Linked DNA regions of Mus musculus: region 2 is linked to region 1. A link is a contact called in public Micro-C data. All regions are on one chromosome and are shown on one strand. The core of a region is the stretch at or near the end of the contact, and the rest is flanking DNA. Distances in the headings are between cores, read along the strand shown.

Evidence for each region. A called contact is a pair of places that touch in the nucleus more often than the background predicts.
Region 2: a contact with region 1 is called in a Micro-C map of muscle stem cells, with 3 times the contacts expected there. The contact joins two enhancer-like sites. A contact is called at or near these places in 16 of 484 Hi-C or Micro-C datasets (the G1E-ER4 cell line, the STO cell line, bone marrow-derived DN3 thymocytes and 9 more), 7 of 115 datasets of contacts at active chromatin or transcription factors (the NIH/3T3 cell line, acute myeloid leukemia, embryonic fibroblasts and 3 more) and 4 of 9 other capture datasets (adipose tissue, embryonic stem cells, liver and 1 more).

What each region holds. Positions count from the first base shown.
Region 1 is chr16:8,708,356-8,714,017 of GRCm38.p6, reverse strand. Usp7 (ubiquitin specific peptidase 7) reads left to right here. Exons shown (of 31, transcript NM_001003918.2): 3 at 1,826-2,024; 4 at 3,841-3,979; 5 at 5,071-5,159. Among named protein-coding and RNA genes, the nearest start is that of Usp7, 27 kb to the left of the region's middle. Within about 2 kb of position 1,902, at least 4 of the 459 cell types and tissues checked have an H3K27ac peak or open chromatin away from gene starts, as enhancers often do. A contact at or near this core is called in muscle stem cells, where this site is marked.
Region 2 is chr16:8,860,513-8,865,869 of GRCm38.p6, reverse strand. No RefSeq gene overlaps it. Among named protein-coding and RNA genes, the nearest start is that of Gm30310, 18 kb to the left of the region's middle. Within about 2 kb of position 3,434, at least 157 of the 459 cell types and tissues checked have an H3K27ac peak or open chromatin away from gene starts, as enhancers often do. A contact at or near this core is called in muscle stem cells, where this site is marked.

The DNA.
Region 1 (5,662 bases), core at 653-3,152:
AAGAAGTTTCAACTTCCTTAGCCTGTTCTAAGAATGTACCTTCAGTATAATGCACAAATCCGGTGTGACATCTAAGGAAGCAGACTAGTGAATATGGACCATGGACAGTGCCAGGTTCTACTTTGAAAAGATTTGCACATTAAGATCGGTGTCACCACTCATTTTTTTTTCCCTTAACATTTAAAAAATAGTTTGTCGATTTGACTAATGTATGGCATGGAAGAAAAAAAAATTATAGTCTGCTCCAATTTTTGTGGGTATAAATGTAATCTTCTTACAAGTCTGAGTTACAGGGACAGGCTAGCTTTATTGTAGTGTGCACTGCCCCTGTCCTTGGCGTCTCCACAGATGACGTGCATCATGTCAGTATGCCTCAGTTTCCTTTTCTGTAAAGTGGAAATTAATGCTGCTCAGGTGCAATTTGTATGTCCATTAAACCACGTTGCTAACCTTTTCTGCTAAGTCCTTTTAGGCAAATTCATAGGCAGAATTCTTCCCCCTTCAGGCAGGTGCAGGGATGTCCAACCCAGTAGACTTAGGTCAGTCATCAGCACCTGGCACAGCTTCCTGGAGCTGCTCTTCCATTGTGTTCCTGCCCTGACTGAGGGAGCCGGGATGTGCTTGGTTACAAAAACGGGGTGAGGGAACATTGACAGACTTCGGTAAAGAATACCCTCTTGTGAGGACTGATGGACATGTTTTCTTAAGAACAGACCCAGGTAGTTGCAAACTTCTAGCAACTCTAGTATATCTAGAACAGGTGATTCCACAAACCCATGTCATGTGCAGTTTGGAGATTTGGAGATAGAAGGCTTGTGGGGCTCTATTTTGATGGCCTTCAGCACTCTGGGAATGTAAGGAGGGGGCAGGGTGTCTCTAAATTAACATGCTCTTCATAAGTCTAGTTATGCATAGTCCTGATTACGTTCTGGGACCCAGTAGCCAGGGAAGTCAGTACCTGATTCTATATGGGGGAGGTGGCCCTCAGTCAGGGCCTACCAGTCAGGGAGCAGTTTTCTCTTGGTTGCAAGATAAGCATAGAAAGTGATTCCTTCAGACCCTTCTGCGGCCCCTTGGTTTCCTGTGCATTTTGTCATGTTTTACTGGTGCAGTAGCAACTGTGGCAGAGTGGCTGTGGACGACGGCTCACTCGCTATGGCTTGAGAAGCAAACAGTAAGGCATTCCTGAGACTGTATCAGCTCACTGGCCTGTGGCCACTTGCCAGTGATGGGTGAATGGTACCCTCTTTTAGATGAGATATTTTTGATTGAGACACTAAACCTCTGAGCAGAGGCAGTGGAGGGGCAGAAACATTCATTCTTGTGCTAATATCCATATTGGAAAGAACTTTAATTTCTCTGTAAACAAATTGCTACCATAAGGAATCCAGTTTATTTCACAGAAGTTTTAAGCTTGAAGGCCTGTCAGCCCTGTGCTCTACTGTGCTCCTAGCACAACGGATGGCCTCTTCCCTCCTCAGTCCCACGTACATACAAAAGTATAAGTCCTTCTTTTTCTTCACTCCCAAGTCTGTCCCCTCAGTTGATTTCCAGGTGTGGGGGGTGAAAACTGAAGTAAATGTTCATCCCCTAAACCCTTGGTTCTCTGAGGGAAGGCAGGGTGGGTGAGTGGACCCTCTGCTAGCATCCAGCTGTGTAGAAACTGTCTTAATTAGTGCCTTTTCATAAGCTGGAAAAGCCACTCTCATTTCCCTGAGGCATCAGCAGTTGGACTGGATGGAGATCTTGTAGAGCAGTTACTCCAGTGTTGATATGCTTTTGGTTAATGGCCTGGCTCTGTGATTGATGGCATGTTTTCTTGCAGACACCAGTTGGCGCTCCGAGGCAACCTTTCAGTTCACTGTCGAGCGCTTCAGCAGACTGAGTGAGTCGGTCCTTAGCCCTCCGTGTTTTGTGCGAAATCTGCCATGGAAGATTATGGTGATGCCACGCTTTTATCCAGACAGACCACACCAAAAAAGCGTAGGATTCTTTCTCCAGTGCAATGCTGAATCTGACTCCACGTAAGAGTTTAACTGATGCGACTACAAATGCACACGTTTCTGGAGGCCAAGCTCCGGCAGTCTTGCCCAGTTTTAGTTTCTTTGTCACTCTGGAACAGTCCCTTTTGTTTTGGCTCTGGGGATGGAACCCAGGGACTCACTACAGAAGCATTCTACTACTGAGTTACAGCCCCAGCCCTGATTATAAAGAGTGTAATAAAAAAGTAACCTTAGTATGGAAGTGCCTATCAGCCTGGACTGGGTCCATTTGGACTCTGCCAGTCGATGAACTGTCCCCTTGTCCCCAGAAGCAGGTGCCTTAAGTGTGACTGTCAGAAGCTTACACAGCTAGCCCTCTGTCCTCTGAAGGCTCGTGCCTATGGGCTAGCTGGAAAGCACACCTCACAGATGTTAGTGAGGTGTTTAAAACTCGGATTTGGCCTAGTTATGGGGGAAAGTTTTGGTCATGCTTTTCAAAAGGAGTTTTATTTTTTAAAGTGTCTTAATACCAGTATTTGGGAAATGGAGGCAGGAGGTTCAGTTCAAGGCCAGCCTGGATTAAATGAGACCCTGTCTCAGTAACTGGGAAACAAAGACATTTTGGAGGTCCTTCCAATTACACGAAAGAGGTTTCATGGTATATGAGTCTTTCGAACTTTACCCCTTTGGTTTAATCTCAGAAGTGTGTGGTTCTCCTTTCAGTACACATCCTCACTGTCAGTAGTAAACTCCTCTTAGTGTGACAGTTGGGAGAGGGTGTGTGTGGGCTGTACCAAGGAGCCTAACATTGTGCTTAGGCCCCATGACACTCCCTGATTCTGGTGTTTGGGAACCCAGAGGAAAGTGTTCACCAGGAGATAGCAGCTTTGGTTGTTCTGTAAATACTCCCAGGAAGAACACAATTTATTTCCGTCTCTTTTAATGTTTGAGAAGTGCCAACCTAAGCTTGCGAGTGGTGCAGCGGTAAACAGTTGCCCAGTACAAGCCCACGGGATGGGCTTAAAGCCTCAGCATTGTTTCTTCCCCTCCAGAAAGGTGTGAAATCAACTTTATCTGTAGTGAAGGACCACATATAGATTAAGGTTCTTCTTGTCTCTGGTAGTAAATTGATTGGCCCAGACTGGACTGCATAGATGGAAGTCATGGACCTGCCCTCTGGTGTTCTTACTGGCAGGACATCTTCTGTGCCTGATCTCCTGATACATAGGGCAGGTGTCCTGGGAGCCAGCCTGTCGGCACAGGTGCAAGCTCTGCTGGAAACACTGCATTGTTAGAACCCAGAGGTGCATCCTTCCTCATTTATGGATTGAAGGGGGAAGGGAAGGGTCTTGCTTTGATACTAGGATAGCCTTGAATTCACAGTAATCCCCTTGCCTCAACTTCCTCAGTGGTAGAGACTGTGTGTGCTACCATTTCTTGCTCATCCACTGTTTTATTATTGTATCTGCTGTCACAGGGATTTCTCTGTACATGACATGCAACCACCCCTCACCTAGCCACAGTGCATAAAACCTAAGGCTGATGTGCCACACCTAAGGTTGGTGTGGCTTTCAGGCAGGAACAAAACCCAAGCCAGGTCATGGTATGCACCATAATCTTAGCTCTCAGAAGGCAGAGAGGCAGGTAGATCTGAGTTCTAGTCCAGCTAGAGTTACATGGCGAGATCCTGTCCTCAAATAATAAACTAGAACTGTGAGCTACTGCAGTTGTGACTTCAAATCCTTCTATCCTAGCCAGGGTAGATTTTCATGTGCTGGTTCTGGTGTTTTAAAAATGTGTGGGTCTCGGTTAAATATGCCAGTTAAGGTTTGGTGGGTTTTGTTTCCTTCTGCAATAGGTCGTGGTCCTGCCACGCACAAGCAGTGCTGAAGATAATAAATTACAGGGATGATGACAAATCATTCAGCCGGCGAATCAGCCACTTGTTCTTCCACAAGGAAAACGACTGGGGATTCTCTAATTTCATGGCCTGGAGTGTAAGTGACAGTGTTTAGACTCAATATCTCAACTGGTATTGGTGGTCTTGTTCTTTTTAGTCTTCAAAAACCTTGCTTTGTGAGTTGAGCAGGTAGACACCTGGAAGTTGGTGTGGCTTTCTGGCATTATATGTTCAGTATATATAAAGATTCCCGTTGCAGCCTTTAAATTTTTACTTACTATGCTGTGTGTACATGGTGTGCAAGCTTTATTATATGCAAATAACTGAGTGTGGGCATACATGAACTAAGGTGTGGTCCATTTGTGTGGGTTCTGTGGATTCAGCTCAAATCATGGATTTAGGCTTAGATGACAAAGTACCTGCTGTCTGTGTCATCTCACTGGCTCCTCAGGCATGGCTCTGCCCTTCCTGACCGGGTTTCTCTGTGGCCCTGGTTAATATTGGAACTCACTAAGTAGACCAGGCTGGCCTCTGCCTCCACATCCTTAGTGCTCAAGTGCTGGAAATAAGTAGACCAGGCTGGCCTCTGCCTCCGCATCCTGAGTGCTCAAGTGCTGGAAATAGAGTTGTGGGCCACTACCACCTGGCAACGAGTATGAAGTTTTAGAACATCTTTCACAAACTTGTTTGTATATGTATGAGAGTGCCACATGGGCCAGGACTGCTTGTCAGATTCTTTGGGGTTAGAGCCATGGCATTTGTGAGGTGTGGGTGCTAGGACCAAATTCTGATTCCCATGACAGCAGCAAACCTGTTGGCAGAGCTGTTTCTCCTGCCCACTGAAGCATGTTTTAGTCACATGGTGGAAATCCTTCCTGGTAGGGGTGATCTTTCTTGGGGCCCCTTTCTGTAGAAGTGGCTAGTGGTGGGTCTTGGCATGTTGCTCTCTAGTCAGAGTACTTCAGACTCTCACCAGCTCACTCAGGCTGTAACGGTAAACCCTAGGCACCTTGACCTTTGCAAAGCTCTTAAAACAAAAAAGGGCAAAGCTGTGCAAAAATGTTAAAGGAGCGCCCCATTACATTTTGAAGTAGTACTTTACTGAGTGCAGAGTACAAAGACAGTTGCTTCTTTTGAGTAAGGTTGATCTTGTGTATTCTTATGCGAGTTGATATTTTTATTTTACAGGAAGTGACTGATCCTGAGAAAGGATTCATCGATGATGACAAAGTCACCTTTGAAGTTTTTGTACAGGCAGATGCTCCCCATGGAGTTGCGTAAGTTTTTGTCCAGTTAGGTTCTCCTGTACTGTTCTGTGACACACGAGAATATGCCTAAGAGATGCTAACCGTCTTGAGTTTGCCCCTATACTCAACATCATAGTTACCTACTTTATACCCTTACCAGTGGGTTTTCTACCAGCCAGCACTGGTTTTCCAGTCACAGTGTTATCTATAAAGAAACCAGGGCCTTCATGTGTGTGGCTGTTTGCTTTTATTTTGAAGACTGCACAGGTATGAAAACCTGTCACAGGAAATGTACTGGGGACTACTGACAGGTAGGTCCCTTTGTAGGTGTGAGGCTCAACTCTGGGCTCTTGGCCAGGCCCTGGGACTGCAGTCACTCGTCCTCTCTGGTGTTGTCAGTGTTCCTTTGTCAGCATGCTAGATATGTAGCCGGATCAGAAGTTTGCTGGGAAGAAGTAGTAGTTTTCTGTTTAGCAGTAGATTTCTCTCTGCTGGGTGGTCACATGGGTTGAAAATATCTGGGACACAGCTTA
Region 2 (5,357 bases), core at 2,185-4,684, 150 kb before region 1:
TAAAGGGGAGGGGTGGCTGGAGAGATGGCATAGTGGTTAAAAGCAATGACTGCTCTTCCAAAGGTTCTGAGTTCAATTCCCAAGCACACACATGGTGGCTCACAAACATCTATAATCAGGATCTGATACCCTCTTCTGGTGTGTCTAAAGATAGTGATAGTGTACTCATATACATGAAATAAATAATTCTTAAAAACATGACACACAATATCAAGGATATCAAATAACCCCAAATGTTACTCTCCCATGGAATCTCAAGCTCCGAAGGGTCCAAGTTTGAGAAGTAAGCCACTTACCTTTGTGAGAAAGTGCACATTCCTGCTTCCAGGGTTACCAGATGGTACATGTGTTCAAAGCACCCAGGAGGGTTCGGTAACGTTTATCAGAATGGTGTGACAACTGGAACTCACTGTACCTCAAGACTGCTGACCTCTGTTTCTGCAGGACTGGCCATGAGTTTTTTGCCTCTGGCCAGTGGTTAACAGGTTTGTAACCACAGTTGGAACCTCTGGAAGGACTTTGGATAGAGCCCTGGTGAATGGCTGTATCCCTCATCTAGGAATGAATGAGAAGTTAGAGGGCTGAAGCAGGACCTGACCCTAAGATGGTCACTGGGTGACCATCACACACTGGTCCTGGGTGAACCACCAGCTCAAATCCAGGATGGGGAGGGTACAGCACCAATCCACTCTTCAGGTTTCCAAAACAGAACCTCCCAGTGGGTTTCGTTGAGTCAAGGTGCTCTGAACACACAAGCAAGGAATGGAGGCACATCCCTGTAGTCTAAGGCCAGTCTGACCAGTGTAGGAGTATCAAAATGCTGAGTGTGCAAGTGTGCTTCAGTCTGGTCAAATCACAGAGGCAGGTACAGGGCAAATCACGTGACTGTCCTTAAAGAGGTGACCGCTTTGAAACCATGCCCTTAAGGAGTCACCTATTTCTACCATTTAACCTGCTCACACCTCATATATCCACAGCCTTGGCTTAGTACTTGATAAACCTTAAGATGACATGGGCTGCGGGTCAGAGTACTGAGACCCAGTTTGAGACAAAATGCAAAGGAGGCCAAGGTGAGACCGGTGCTGATCCTTCTATGAATGATTCTGGGGAGTCCCTTGGGTGCTGGAGGTGTAGTTTCAGAGAACCAAGGGGGTAGGAAGCACCTGGACCCTGGGTTATAGCAGCAGGTCCACTGGATTCAAACCATGCCTTGCTCCAAAATTCATTAGCTCTGCGACAGCATGTCTGGAGGGCCTATTGCTTTAAGGCCCTGGGGGGGGGGGGGGGGGGGAGGGGCGGAGCCCTGTTTCTCTGGAAGCAGCTTAGAAATATTTTTGTCTCCACAAGCTTCCACCCAAATAGGAAGTGAGTCACGGAAGAATGTAGGGTTCCTGGCTGTAGGGGGATTCAGGCCGACCTTTTGAAAATGGAGCTTTTGTGGAGGCCTGGCTCCAAGGTAAGAAACAGTGCAGAATCTGTTTACCTTCCTGGGTGACATGTAGCTTCCAGAAGATCTTGGAATCACTCAGGGGTGCCACACCCAAGCTTTCCAGGGTCATGTAAATGTTTGCAGTCTGGCCCTGGGCACTTAGAGGTGAGGCACTGACGCACCCCACACACCCCTGTGCTTCCTTGATTTGAACCCAAACGTAAGATAAACAGGAGCCATCTACAAGTGCTTTCTCGACAGACCAGAAATTGGATAGATCCTGGTTCTGGTGATTCAGCCATTCCCTTAACCCTTCAGTGCCTCACTGTTCTCATCAATAAGATAAGAAGGTATTTACTACATGAGACAAAGCCACCCAGGTTTATGCAGACACATTAAAACAGTAAACCAGTAAGGAAGTCACAAAACAAAATGCAAAAGTCAGGAATTAGAATTTTGCACTAGAACATGCAACTGGAGTAAGAGAAGGAAGGCTCAAGTGGCTCAGAAAGTGGTAACTCCGGCCATGCCTCAGAAGGGCCAGCTGAGGGTGTGGGGGTGGTAGAAATAATCTGCATCTTCCTCGTTAAGGAGCCTTTCCTTCCAGATACTGGTCCCCTCAGTACCCCATGCAAGCATGTTATTAAATACCCAGAAACGTGGGTTTCCTGGCATTCCAAAGGTTCTAGAAACCCAAATGAAGGTAGAAGCTTCAGGAATAGGTTTAAAAGGGGGTTTAGATCCAGCAGGCACTAGCTAGCACTGTACTGAAGGTGGAGGGAGTGCTAGAAACACAGGCAACCTGTTCATGGTGATAGTCTCATTATGCTTCCCACACACACCTATAAACAAGCCAGTCTTCTCATCTGGGTACATGGTCCACCTCAACTCTCTTGGAGAAATGTGCCACAGTCATCTCAAAGGATCCACTAGGACCCTCTGATATGCTATCAGGCAGGAGCACTTTCTACATCGTCCTTCACACCTGAAATGGTACTTTTGGTTACTGGCTTGCAAGAACAGATGTTTGTGAATGATCTTTAAAGGTAGGGCATCCAGCCTATAACAGGATTTCAAAAGTGATGAGCTGGTTGGCTGGGCAGTGGTGGCGCACGTCTGGAATCCCAGCACTTGGGGGGCAGAGGCAGGCAGTTTTCTGAGTTCGAGGCCAGCCTGGTCTACAGAGTGAGTTCCAGGACAGCCAGGGCTACACAGAGAAACCCTGTCTCGCAAAACCAAAAACCAAACAAAAAAGTAATGAGCTGCAACTGTGCTTCTGTATCTAGGACCTGGTGAGTTTACTGCAATGGCTGGTGCAGTTTAGAACCAAGTCTTCTCTGCTGGATCCATCAGACTTGACCTTAATTCCGTTTCCCTCATAGCAGGTGTGGCTCCAGAAGACCTGCCCTAGATGAACTGCAGAGCAGAAACTCACCTGTACCTGTACATACAAACCCCCAAGTATAGTGTCATTTAAAAAACATTAAAACAAATGTCAGGACTCAGAACTTCCTTTTATTTAATTCACCTTTATGCCGAGAAAAGCAAGGGAGCAATGCTCAGTAGACAGAGCATACCCACAAGAGCGCCAGGCTGAGCATGCACAGACCTGAAGCCCTAGCTCCAGGTTCTCTGGATTTAACTCTCCTTCCCATGTCACCATCTGCCAGGAAAATTCCACTGCAACACTCTGGGGGTAACCTACAGCTTGCCTGTGGTTAGGGCAGAGCGCCTGAAGGAAGGACTCCAGGGGCAGGATGGTCAGCAGAGACCTAGGCCCGAGGGCAGCCAATTCTCAGGTTTAGTTAAGAGTCCAGGACTTTAAGCCAAAGACTTCAGTGATCAGGGAAGTAGATGCTGTTCTGCCCCAAACCTTTGGTCTCTATATGCTTGTAATCAATCACAGGAAGTGAATCCAGGAATGTTTTAAACCACAGGAGACACAGCACTGCCAGGTCATATCGGGTGAGTCATACCACAGCCTCTGACAGTGGCAATGCCAACTTCCTCCTGACCAGCCCAGTGATTAAGCCTGCCCCAGAGAAATGCAATGATCACAGTGGCTTCCTCCAAGCCTAGGGCCTGATGAGCCTAGTGCCAATGGTCACCTACAAAGAACCTAGCAAGGGGCCAGCCCAACACCCCTTCTGCAGAACTGTCAGCAGCTCCCGAGTGGTGGTTCTTTACTTACAGAGCTTTGAGTATCTTTAAGAAGAAAACAATACCTAGTTTTTCTGGGGTACAGCTTGAGAAAGGCTGCTTCTAATACACAAAGTTGAAACTATGAAATTGGAGAGAAGAGTGTTTTAGAATTGGAGGCTGGAAACTGGAACAGAATCCAAGAGACCAAGGAAAATTTGAGATGCCCACATCAGAGGGTATCCAAGTGTCTATTGACATCTTCACCATGTAACAGGATCCAGGAAGGGCTGAAGGTAAGTAGCTAGGGGCAAAACTGGATTTTCATCCACACCTCACCAACCCAAATCCATGCTTCTAATCACACATGTTCTATAGTTCTTAGCAATCTAAAGGCCCAAGGTGTGTGTGTGGGGGGGGGGGGGACCTTTTATGAAAACTTTTGAGTTTTGTTTTGTTTTGAGACAGGGTTTCTCTGTGTAGCCCTGGCTGTCCTGAACTAGACTAGGCTGGTCTCAAACTCAGAGATCACCTGGCTCTACCTCTGGGACTAAGTGAGTGGGATTAAGGCATGCTTCACCATCATCTGGCTTTTTAAAACCACATTTCAATCTATTTCCTCATCCAGGAACTATCCATACCCACCCTAGTTATTGCTGGGTGTTACTAGTCCAGGACCCAGGTTCTCACGATGAAGGTGATGTTGCTATGGCATCATACAGCATGTTCAGCAAGTACCCAGGAAACTACAGAATCCATCCTCCAGTCGGGCAGTGGCACACGCCTTTAATCCCAGCACTTGGGAGGAAGAGGCAGGCGGATTTCTGAGTTCAAGGCCAGCCTGGTCTACAGAGTGAGTTCCAGGACAGCCAGGGCTACACAGAGAAACCCTGTCTCAAAAAAAAAAAAAAATCCATCCTCCAAAAAGGTGAATGCCGAGTCTGAGGCTTATCAGTAGAAGCTGTGAACATGTGTATGTACTCTTGACTTTCTTGAAGGAGTTATTTTTCACTGGAGATCATTGGTCCACAATGTGAAAAACCGAGATGAGCAAGAGGCAAGCCTTCCTGCACTTACTCAGTGTATTCCGTAACCCACACAGTTCTATTCAACCTTAAAACACTTGCAGCTACACAATATTACTGTACCCCAAGAACAGAGAGCAATGGTCTAAGAATCTCCTCAAATCTCCACTACAATTCCTGGGTGGACTTAGGGATATGTGCATTCTTTTTTTTTTTTTTTTTAAAGCTAGATTTGGTTCTTTTTTTTTTTTTTTTTTTTTTAAAGATTTATTTATTTATTATATGTAAGTACACTGTAGCTGTCTTCAGACATTCCAGAAGAGGGCGTCAGATCTCGTTACGGATGGTTGTGAGCCACCATGTGGTTGCTGGGATTTGAACTCCTGACCTTCGGGAGAGCAGTCGGGTGCTCTTACCCACTGAGCCATCTCACCAGCCCCGGATATGTGCATTCTAAGTACAAAAGTAAATACTGAGGCTACTGGGTCCCCAGGAGCTGAGACAGCTCATACCTTTAAGACCTTCCTGTGGCGGGCTACAAAACACCACTCTGGGCTTGCAGAGTCCAGAGTGTCTTGTCTTGATACCTATGCCGGAACTCTCCAAAGCAGCGGCAGACAACGTGCGTCCAGGACTTCCTCTGGCCACCAGACCTGGAGCACAGAATTCTACAACACCAACAGCTAAATCTGTGGTGCTATGACCTGCCCACATGCCCCACAGTCAGAGGCTTTTTTACCATTCAGAAATGATGAAACTGGGCC